Linked DNA regions of Danio rerio: region 2 is linked to region 1. Evidence: chromatin contacts called from public HiCAR-type data. All regions are on one chromosome and are shown on one strand. Each heading gives the region's core, a stretch centred on a gene start, on an enhancer-like site or on the middle of the called end of the contact. The rest is flanking DNA. Distances are from core to core; before and after follow the strand shown. Region 1 holds the start of rab11fip1a (RAB11 family interacting protein 1 (class I) a). Region 2 holds the start of adgra2 (adhesion G protein-coupled receptor A2).

Region 1 (6,269 bases), core at 1,147-3,646:
ATTGGTTTACAGGCATGTAGGTTCGTGTAGACACGCCCCTTTTGTAAATGAGCCTGTTACAGCTATCTAAAATGGAAAGTTCAACATTTTTTTGATAATTATTGATCTACTCAGTCCAGAGGTTCATTTAACACTGGTTTCGTTGTGATTGAGCTAAAAACCAGGGACTAGTTCGCAAAAGTATGTTTTGTTTATATTGATGGTTTTTTAATGAACGGTGTGAGTGACAGCAGTGGCTTTAGTGTCAAACTGTTCGGTATGAGCAGACCTATCACATGATATGTAGATTAAGTGTATTTGTGAAATAGTGTTTAAATGAAGCACATTTACTTTATTTTTAAGCCATTTGGCATGTTTTTAAGACTATTTTTGCTATTATAGCGCCACCTATGGTTTGATCTTCACAAAATTTTGCAAGTTTCTTCTCATTGATATGGCACATGTGCTCACCAATTTCTGTGATGTTGTGAGTTTTCCTTATTGGTTTACAGGCATGTAGGTCCGTGTGGACACGCCCCTTTTGTAAATTAGCCTGTTACAGCTAGCCAAAGTAAAAAGTTCAACTTTTTTTTGATAATTATTGATCTACACAGTCCAGAGATTCCACCAACACTGGTTTCGTTGCGATTGAGTGAAAAACCAGGGACTAGTTCGCAAAAGTAGGTTTTTCATATGTTGATGAATATTTAATGAACAGTGCGAGTGACAGCAGTGATTTTAGTGTCAAACTGTTCGGTATAAGCAGGCCTATCATATGATATGTATTTTCTGTGGTTTTGCAAAAGGTTGTGTGATACACAACTCATTACACCTTAAAATTGTGTAAAATCGCCCCCTAGTGGCCGATTTCTTTCAAAATTCTTACAGACCTCTAGGACAGTGAGTCGAACATGCCCAGCGAGTTTCGTTACGATCACTGATCGTTAACCTTGTTAAATGGCTGCTCAATATTTATTGGCTAATGGCGGCCATGTTTTTTGAGATGTGCCAATGTCCTTATAATGATTCATGGCAAACTGATCAAAGACACTGCATGCCAAATTTCAAGTTGATCGGACTAACGGTTGTAAGGTTAGAGTCATTTTATGGTTTTTAAGCTTTATAGCGCCACAGTGTGGCCAAAGTCTACTGTTTTTGCACTGTGACCTGAAATTGAGCTTATACATGTGTGTACCAAGTTTGGTGATGATATCTCATTCCGTTCAAAAGTTATAGCCACAATTAGCATTTAGCTTCAATTAGCATTGAACATTGTTGTGTACTGTTTCGAGTGAGAATAAAAATGTCAACTTTTTTTTGATAATTATTGATATTCAGTGTCTAGAGAACATTTGAGAGCTGGTTTGGTTTAGATTGAGTGAAAAACCTAGGACTAGTTCGCAAAAATAGGTTTCGGACAAATTGCGATGTAGCGGGAAAACGGTGCGCCGTAGAGCAAAAAGTGCAGCTGTGCACTTTTGTTCGGGTTAACCCAAGGATTCAAAATATGTAAAGTTTTTGAGTCTACGACAAACGGTAAACAAATAACGGCCAAAAATGTCCAAAAAGTGGGTTTTTGGCGCCATAGCGCCACCTATGGTCCGATTTGGCTGATCTTTGGTGAGAACGTAGTGTACCGGGGTACTACCTTCTGGCCAAGTTTCAGCTCTCTCGGCCTTACGGTTTGGCCTGGGCAATAGTGACTTCGGCAGAATAATAATAATAATAAAAATCCTAACAAATACAATAGGGTTTCAGCGCTACGCGCTTGACCCCCTAATAATAATATGCCGTGCTAAAAGGGCGGAGTATTAAAACTTTTCCATGCAGAATCATAGACCAAAACTAGCTATGGTTAACTCATCGGCAGTTTATTAATTAAACTTTTGAGTCAGTGGCATATTTTATGACACTCAGATAATGTCATATCTACATTATTTCCGTATAAGACAGAACGGCACTCACTCGGTTTTCTTGCGTGATCTGTTGGCGTGGAGGTCCACTAAATTGATGACAGCCTGCCCCAAAAACTTGTCTAGCCCCACCAGGGCACGGTGCATGGCGATGATGTACAGCGTGCATCGTTCCACGTCCCCCTGATGTACCAGCGGCAAGTCGAACGTCGCTTCCTCCTTCCATTCCGGTGAGACGCATTTCTCCGCTACCGAGGTGGAAAACTTGTCCTTGCCCACCTGCATGATGGCATAGGCGTCGTTCGTTCCATTTTTGCCCTTGATACGTAAGTTTCGTGCTTTGAGCACGGTTACCTGAACGCTGGTGGGATACCACTGCTGGTCACCCAAAGACATGTTTAAATACAAGTTCAAACGGGACTAAAATTGCTCTTTGTAAGTACGTCCCTGCTTGATGTTTGCCGTGTGTCCGGCGTCGTTCAAAGCTACTGTGTGTAACTGTTCTGTTTGGGAGATCTCACAAGTCCCGCCCTTTACGCATGACGCACAGTGTGTACCCAGCGCTCAGGTGATGCAGGTATCACACCATTCTTCAAGTTAAGCTATTACAGAAGAGCTTATGATGGTTTATTTTAGAATTCCGGGTTAATGCTACTTTAAACAATGTGTCTGTACCGCTTTTACTCTTTGGCCCTAATTTCAGTATTATTTTAACCTCAAAAAGTTAACAGTAAACGATGGTTGATTGAATATGTCAACGAGTTCGACAACAGAAAACCAATCAGACACTAGCATAGCATTCATTGACTATTCATGCACGTTTCGCAGTCACAAAATACCTTAAAACCTCAGTGGAGTTTACCTTCATGGATATTTAAAAATGTTCTATGTTTAAGCACGGTTACCTGAACGCTTATTGGATTTTCAATATGTAACCCCTATTTACTTCCTCGGGTCAAATGAACCACATAAAGTATATTTAGCAAGATGACAACAGAACAAGGGAGCGTGAGTAATTATTATGAAGCCGATTATTCATCCTCCCTCAGATCAGTCTGCTCCAGGCACTAGAGAAACAGTATCCTTAGTAGTTTACAAGCGTGATGTTCATTCCTTTGTCCTACGTGACAGTATTTGTTCCGCCCAGTCACTACAATACAGCACTCTGATAGGATAAATTACGTGTCAGTCGAATAACAACTAACTTTGAATTGGTTTAAACTCTTGTGAAGGATGTGAATTTGCATTTCACATGGAAACAGAGGTTACGTAATTGTCAGACGCAAATCGTTGGGCTGGGATTTTTTTTTTTTCATTTAGATAGATACAGGCCTGTAGCCTGGTGAAGTTAGTGGTTCTTTTTTTTTTTTTTTTTCAAACATAGACCTTTTTGCAGTAACTTTCAATGTAGTTATTAAATTTAAATACTGCATTTTAGTGACATTTTAAGCACTAATTTTTAGCTGAATTCACTTGTTGGATGGTGGTCATTATAACCACACTTTTTGATGTACCAAATATTTCCTAAAGATTTAGAATAAATAAATGTGATAAAATACTTATTTTTTAAAATTATAAATTTATTACATCATATATCATTAGAAAAAAAAGGAATCTGTTAAAGTTTTACATTAAAAACTGTAGCTTATTGTCATTTATGAGACAAATAAACTGGCCAGCACATTCAACCTTCCTCAGTCAGAATTTAGCCATTTCAAAACAAGAAAATATTAAATTATTTATAATAAAAGTTACTTGTAAAATGTTTTTTTTTTCTATTTAAAAACAATACAGTAGTGAAAGATGACTTCTTTTACATCATTTTGTGTGTTCACTTGCACAGCTGGATATTGGACTCTGGATCATATCATTGGGCAAAACTTATTAGCTGAAGCCACACTGAATCAACATTCCGTTTCCATCAGCACGGATTCTGTTTGCTCTTAAAGCCATTTTTAATGGGTTATTTTCACTATTTATGATGGCATGGCAGTCAAAATAGATCCACCCAAACCCTCCCTGGCAACGGGCCTGTATAACACAATTTAAGATCAAAGTGAAAATGATTTGAAATATTCTCGTAGTTTTTACCAAACCTTTATTTTGCATCATGTCGTTCATAAGGCACAATCTTAACATCTATAGCAAATATATTACTGAAATTGGTACAAAAAATGTTGCTATCATTTTCATATGATGTGAGTGACAAAATATATATAAATACTCATGTTACTATTGAAATCTCCCTTTTAAATGTAGAGATTACAATCAAAACATTGAGGAACACAATGAATTTAAACTGACCCTCAGACACTTTAGGTCTACCCAGAGAAAAATACGATTGTTCATGCAAATATCACAATGTCACATGAAACCATTATGCACACATAAGACATTTAAAATGTAAATCCCTTAAAGAAAAAAAAGGAAAACAAAACAATTTGTGTATAAACATGGTACACTTTGAGCAGACCACAAATTTCATGGTTGTGTTTTGTTTGCTTTTTCAAAAGACATTTTGCACCAAGAACTACTTATTTAAACCAAAATTAAGTAACACATGAAATGTTCAATGACATGATGGTGAGCAGTGTATTTCAGCCTTTAAAATTAATATTTTAACCTACATAGTCATCATGGCTTTACATGATTTGTGATTGTGGGAAAAAGGAAAATTAGTTCAGTATGTCTGTTTTTTAATACAGGTTTGACAATGATGAGGGCAATGATTTCTTGCTTGAAGGGGTCAACGGGAAACTACACAATATTGAAAATGTTCAGCATTAATTGTCTGTGAGCTTCTTTGGCACATAAATATCCCTGAACACAATTTAAAGTAAGCTGAAGACAAATACTCTGTTTCACTTGTTACTTTGCCATGATGGGACACAGGGGATAATAGCACTATATTCAGAATTTTTTAGCTTGTGGGCTTGGTGGGGTGGGGAAGAAAAACTGTCAGTGTGAAGATTGGAATTCACCATTTGGCTTCTGGTTGTGATTGTCCATTCTTTGCTTTCATATTAAGAATGATTTCGACATTTCAGGGTTAGAATCAGTCAAGCTTGACATAATTTTTTGTTCAAATACTTTTTGTGGTTTTTGTTTTTTATATGTTATCTGATTATCTTTTGGGAGAAGCTTGTGTCATTTCTGGTCAAAAACAAAAATAACAACAACAACCAAAAAAACTTGCTTGTTGAGTAAAAGTAACTTAAAGTCAGAATTTGTCAGTGGTACAGTATGAATAATCTCGGGCATGACTGTATATCCTTGTTTCCGAGTACAAATGTCTACTTCATTTTTGCTAACTATTTTTGGGATGATCAATGCTTCGTAGTGAACAAAACCTGTTCTATGTGGTGTTGATAACACAAAAAGAGGAAGTTGGAGTTTGAGGTCCAGCTTGAATATGTTAGTGTGCATTTAAAGACTAAAAAGTTGATAAATCAGGCTTCCAATCCTCTGTAAATACTGATATTATGACACTGCATAATGACAATAAAAGTTACTCAAAATATTAATACTGATATGTATAATATAAATACTTATCATTTAAAAGAATGTGTCAAATGCTTTATCCATAACCTGAACCAAGTGCTTAAAAAGTCCATGTTACACATGGCACTACAACTAATCATTTATGGACAAACACTTGCCCTTCCTTATAAATCCCTTAATACTCTGGGTGACATCTGAATGAGTTGTCACTTTGTTGATATCATTCGTCCATCAACAGGATTCATTTTCAGTGCATTTGATCAATGACAGAAATGGCCCAGCAGAGGGCACTATTAAGCAACTTTTCCAATGGTTCTCTATAATTCTCTACAAAAAGTTGAAATAACACTGTAATGGTCGAACAATACATACAAAACACATAATACATTCTTACAGACACGTAAATGAAATTGTGTGTATGAAACAAATGCATAAAACATGAAAACACAAAGGGACTGAAGAAGAAAAACTGAACAGGAAAAATCAAGCAGATGTTCGACCGTTCTGATCAATCTGCATAGTCAATAACAGCTGAACTTCAGGTTCAAATCCCTTGGCATATTCAGTATTAAACGATTAATTTCGTTCAAACAGTCTGTAATAGTAAGTGGTATAACAAGCTAAAAAAGCACACAAAATCATTTTGCATATTTTGCCACACCAACTCCTCCACCAATTTCTTTTTAGAGGAGCCACAATTTGCATACACGCACCCATTCGCTTTTTCTTTGTATAAAACAATCAAACATACTTTTCTTTATTATATGCTTAGCATAGACTTAGTATGTTGGACTGTTCAAACACCTCAAACAACTTGCAAATAGCTGGTTTATATAAAGAGCCAAAGATTCATCTTCACTGTTAAAACATGATAAT
Region 2 (6,269 bases), core at 2,010-4,509, 140 kb after region 1:
TTTTAATGTCTTGATTGTGTACGCTTTTTAAAGAACATTTAAAGTTAAGTTTAAAGTATTTGGACACAATGAATTATTACATTTTAGCTTAAACAAAGATTAGCTGTATTTATACAATGAAGATTATATCGTTTTATTATATATTTAATCATTTTATTTCTGAATACTGTTAAAAGACTCTGTTGTATTTATCAATGTTCGTAATTTGTTTATTATATTTTATGTAGATGCGCTCCCCTACAAAATCATCTCACTCAATCTAAAATTATTAAATCTTTCCAAAAAGAGCTATTCAAGTCATCTAGTGAACAACTGGAATATAAATCACAGAACATCAAAATATTGTCTTTTCCCAATGCACCCTACTAGGTAAATATCTAAAAAAAAATTTAATCAAGAAGCATTTTGTAGACAAGTAAAACATATTGTCTTTTTTTAAGAAATAATGTGTCAAAATTAAATATCGTTTTTCATTAGAACTATCAAAATAATCTGCCAATGGAACGAGCAAAACAATCTTATGTCTAAAGGATAACAAGAATATTTTGCTTGCCCCATTGGCAGATTATTTAGCTTGCTTTAAGGAAAAACTCATTTAACTTTGACATATCATGTCTTAAAACAAAACTGTATGTTTTGCTTGCCAAGAAAATGCTTCTTGATTTAAGAATTTTTAGATATTTTAACTAGAACAAAAAAAGTGGCAGTATTGTAACTTTTTTGCTAAGAGTGTATTGAACTAGACAGTAACAGGGGAGTTAAGCAAGAAACTGACAGGTGATTATCTCAAAGTGCACCTTGGATGCTCACTGGAAAAACCCAAGAAATGACTTTGGAAACAACATTAAAACAATATTAATTTTAAATATTCTGCATGTATAAAGACCAAAAGACAACCTTGAGAAATTTGCAGTCTTATTAACTACCTTGAAAAACACCCAACTAAACTTGTGCTGAGAGCGGCATTTTCATTAAACGTTACTCATTTTCCCTTCAGGGGGCAGAGGACTATGAACATTTCTAACGCACAAAGCCTCATAAAAGTGCCACACGGTGCACTTTCCACATGTTTGGAAAACAAATAAAAGATATTAAGAGGTGCAAAGGCTCATGAGAGCTTGTCTCCAAACGCCTCCATCGTCTACCACCCAGCCTACTTTTGCCCCCTTCCTATCTTTTTTTTTTTTTTCAGCCCATTTCCTCTGGTTTCACAGAGGCAATGTGTTGAGCAGATGTTAGCGGTTATTAAGCAGAACCACTAGCCTCTTTAAATGGAGTCCTGGCTACCCTGGGCCTCCTCCTCTAAGGGGACCAATCCTCAAGCTCCATACTCCTCTCCTGGGCTTGTTCACAGCGTTTCAAAGCTTTTAATGTTTACGTTGTTATGACAGCCATGTGCAGGCAATTCTGCTCCCACTGTGGAGCAGGAGGGCATCATTGAAAGTCACTGCAATGGTGAGTGTTTAATTCCTGCTTTTCCACACCAATATTCAAGTTGATCCTACTGAAAACGTTGGACGACTGCTCAGGCGTCCATGTCAAGAAACAGACGAAGAATTGCACTCTCCTCACCAAAACAAATATACATAGCTCTAGGCTGATCTTCCTTGTCTCACACCAGGATTAAGCGCATATTTTGTCCAATAAGGTTTTTGTACAGGTGCCCAAACAGCCACAGCCTTAGTCTCAAGTAGGAGAGTAGTCATCAAGCTAATAGCACAATAGGTCATAACTAGCTACAGCCACACTTTGCAATGGGTTTTACTTCCTTCCTGCACAGACATTACAAATATGGTCCATTATAACAGACTGGAATCCCACAGCCATGAAAAAGGAAGGAGGCGGTCGGCAATTAAAATGCACAGATACTGGGTTGGTGAGAGATTTGGGGGTTTAGATGTATTTCCTTTTAATTCAACTATATGATGGCTAATTTAGCTGAAGGCTAAAGGTGTTTAGTGTGAGCATGCTTGTGTGTAAACAGTAGATGAGTGTGGAGATACGATGCTTTAATCAGCACATATGCTCACAAACAAAAAAATGCTGGGTTCCAAACATTTGATATGTCTTTGAACGACAGAAGCGAGAAAATTAAGTTAACTTATTAATTATTTTTACTAATTTAAGTTAATTGAACATAAAACATGATGGTGTTTCAGCTAATTATATAGTTGAAACAAACAGACAACTATTAGTACAGTGTATACCTAACACTCTCAGTACTCACTTAAGTGATTGTTTCACTTTGTGAGAAATTCAAATGTTACTTTTATTTCCATTTTAAAATAATATTTTAAGCTCATAACTATACTTCCAATGTATTTTAAAACAACCTGCATCTTAAGCTTATCTCTTGGGCATTGGTCCAAGAGAAGCTGTATCAGAGCGTAATACCAATTATTTGTACAGTAGTTTCCTTTTAATATTTCCATTATAGCTGAAATGTTGAGCAGTTGTAAGTGCAAACAAAATAAAAATAAAATCTAATTAAATGTTTCTTATAGTGCACCAACAAGTGCACACATATTTGTAGCAATCAGAAAGTGGTTAAGAAATATATGACAAGTAAAATTGGTGCTGGACTTCTCATAGAGTTACATTTTGACAGCTGCTAAAAGCTGCCAAGTCCCCGAACTTTGCCTCCATCTGTGTTGTAATGCCATTTGGACATCATGACCTGTTGCTGTCAGAATTTTATAGTAAATTCTGTAGACGCAACTGTTTAACCAAGGTCATGTCATTGATACACTCATTAGAGAGTTATTGGAGATTTGTTTTAATTGCTTCTTGATAAACTTTTAAGCTTTTTGAACAATTTTGGTTAATGTTATTCTCAAACAGCACCACAAACCCTACTGCAAACTGAGGTATAGCCTCTTAATTGTTTGTCCAAACTATATTATGAAGGTTTAAGTAACACAAATAAAACACAAAATGCAACTAAAGATGTACTGGGAGACTGGGTGATTTATTTCCCTGAAATATAACATTGACAAAGTCACTAAGGAGAAACACTAAACGAATACTTACAGAGAGACAGTCCTGTTTGGGAGCAGACTGACTTCGGGCGTTTCAGTCAGCTCCTTTCCACCGCAGCTCACTTTCCTCCGAGTCCCGGGAGTAGGGTGGGCTTTACTGCGGTCCTCCGTGCAGCTGCAGCCGCTGGAAAAAAGCTCCGGGCAGCCCGCAGCGATTCTATAAAGCAGCAGCAGGAGAAACACGCGAACCCAAAACGGGATGCGGACGCAGGGTCCCGACATTGTACCCCACACTATCAACTATGCGGTCCCAGGTCAGCCCATGACATCAGGGCATACACTTTTGAGTGATAACTGCTTAAAGTATCCGAGCTTATAGAAACTGTAATTGTTAAAAAGTTACTCCTTTCCAAACTGTGAGTGGATAGATCACCAGACAACAAGACTCTTTACTTCTGCTGAAACATGACAGCACTCCTGTCACTGAAGCAATAAAATACATCCATCATGTCATATTTCCATCATGCATTTTCCTTCTTCCACGTCCAAGATGGTAAAATAAATAAATAAAATCGTACAACTTTTAAAAATGAGCTCGCAGAATAGTCACTTTGTCGCCTCTCTAAAGAAAAGTTAAGTTTTACTCTTGTACTTTAAGCGCAGCGCAATTACGACTCCTCAAAGAAACCGTTGTCCATACTTTTTCTGGAGTAATTCACAGAAGAGGAAAAATGCCATTAGATGTGTTGCAGCCGCGCGTCGGCAGACATGACGGACTGCGACTACGGTGAGCTCCGGGGTCCGTGCGGTGTCACTCGCAATCTGACTTTGAATAATGGTCACGATTTTAATTCCAGGACTCTGGCGCTTTTCCTCTGCCATCCTGTCACACTCACACTCAGCTCCAGCCTCAGTGCGCACATTCCTCTGCCCGAACCGCGCGGTCCTAGCGCAGCGAGTTTAATGTCAGTTACCACTATAGGTATATTTATGACAGCTCGAACATTTTACATATTAACCAATTACTACACTATAAAATATAAATTTATATGCTATTTTATTTAAATTATTATAGTAATACAATTAAATACGTAGGACTTGCATGTTATTAAACACTGCCAGTGTGTAATAATGTAATAAATCAATGTAATGAACCTTGAATACTGTGACTATGTCATTGCAATTTTCATGTTAACTATTTTTATCTCGTTTCTTTATGCAGTGATATCGGTCGAATCTTAAATCTTAAAAAAAAAAAAAAAAGATCAACAAATAAATGTATTAATCATATTTATTCTATTCTTAACCTGATACTACAGTTCCCTGCTGAAAAAAAAAAAAAAAAAAAAAACTTAAACGAGACTAACGTGGTTGGCTGGTTTTAGCTGGTTGATCAGCCTGGTTTTAGAGGGGTCTTGGGCTGGTTTCAGCAATTTCTAGCCTGGTCTTAGCTGCACTGGAAAAAAGCAGGACTCCAAACAATTTATTGTCCCAACACAAATCGATTAAGTTACACTAAACGTAAAAAACCTAAAAAAAAAAAAAATAAAAAAAAAACGGCTGTTAAACTACAGAAAGCTTAGTCCCTTTATTAATCCGGGGTTGCCACTGCGGAATAAACCACCAACTAATCCAGCACGTTTTTTTTTTTTTTTTTTTTTTTTTTTTTGCAGCGTGTGCAAATATATATATATATATATATATATATATATATATATATATATATATATATATATATATATATATATATATATATATATATATATAAAATTTTTATTATAATTTTTTTTTGAGTGTGGTCAGGTTAGATCAGCTAAAACCACCAAAAACCACCTAGGCTGGTTTCCCAGACTGGCTAGGCTGCAAGGGGGGTTTAGGTGGTTTTAGCTGGTCATTTCCCAGCCTGACCAGTTAGGACCAGGCTGGAAATGGCTGAGACCAGCCTAGAAATGACCAAAAACCCCTCTATTGCCAGACTGGACGCCCAGCTAAAACCAAACAACCAGCTTGGGCTTAACACTTTCTTAACATTTTAATGACTGTAGCCTACTCTTGCCTAATGCATGTTGTTTTGGTAACTTATATTCTGAATTTAACAAAAGCAAGACAATGAATTACACAATTGAATTGATTGGTTTTTGTAAATTATATACGGTTGAGGATGTAAATTAATTAATGTTCTGAAATAGATTTTCGTTATTCCAGTGTTGATGGACATGGGTGATTATAATTGATAAATGAACAGATACATTTAGCATTTCAAAAAGTTAAGACAAAAAAACTTTATGAATCAATTCTTTCCAGTCTCTTGGTGAAAAATTTTTGTTCTTTTAATAGTTCAGTGCTTGTTGGATTAAAGTATTTAACCAATTTAGTGTTGTTGAATTGTAAGAAATAGTATTTAGAACTTTTATAAAAAATGAAATATAGCTAAAAGAAGAGTAAAATCAAATATGTTGATTACAAAATTGTACATTATGTAATACAACACTAACTCAGACATCAAATAAGTAAACCATTAAAAAAAATTACAAATAACAATTTTAAAAGAATAAATAAGTACCAAATGTAGCTACAATTACACATTAGAGATCAACACAAATTGTACTTGGTCTCTCTCTGGCTGTACACTCAAGCAGTGGCAAAGATTTTTTAAAGGTTTATTCTTTTTTTTTTTTTATATCACAATCCTAAACAAATGTTAACAATGACACAAGGCCTAAAAGCAGAGATGTGATACCAGCTAAATGTAACAATTGTACTAAATCACAGTGACATTGTAAGTTACATTGTGCGATTCCCTGTTTTGTGAAGTATGTGAGGGAGGAAACTAGTTGAGGTTAGCCAATGATGTATTATCTGCCTTAATAGTGTTTGATAATATTGATAGCAAGCCACATAACATTTATTTTAACATGTTCACTGTAAAACCCAATAGACAAATTTACCAAATGAAATGAGCGTAGTAAAATCAAACCTTACTCTACTCATTAAAAAAAAATTAACTATCGTTACGTGATTAAGCAAGTGTTGATTGACATTCACAGCCTTGGATAAACTCAACTGAATTAAAACACATTAAATTTCTCAAAATCTCAGCAGAGTAACAATTTATCAAACATGTTCTACCCTGTCGCTCTCCCAAAACCGACTCTATGCAAATGCAGGTTTCCATATTGACGACACCAACAAGAGTGAGCGTGCCTGACTATTAAGCCTACACAATTTCACAACTACATGCAACAATGTATTTTCAATGCTACAGGTTTTCCATGTTTTGCCCTAACCAAC

What was found. HiCAR-type assays count read pairs that join an accessible place to other places.
Region 2: a contact with region 1 is called in a HiCAR-type map of caudal fin, with 6 times the contacts expected there. The contact joins the promoter of adgra2 here to the promoter of rab11fip1a in region 1. A contact is called at or near these places in 2 of 4 datasets of contacts at active chromatin or transcription factors (caudal fin and embryo).

Annotation. Positions count from the first base shown.
Region 1 is chr8:44,911,458-44,917,726 of GRCz12tu, forward strand. It overlaps rab11fip1a (RAB11 family interacting protein 1 (class I) a), which reads right to left and starts at 2,397. Exons shown (of 5, transcript XM_073910942.1): 1 at 1,945-2,397. The coding sequence starts at 2,288.
Region 2 is chr8:45,047,687-45,053,955 of GRCz12tu, forward strand. adgra2 (adhesion G protein-coupled receptor A2) reads right to left here and starts at 3,260. Exons shown (of 19, transcript NM_001318071.1): 1 at 3,031-3,260. The coding sequence starts at 3,260.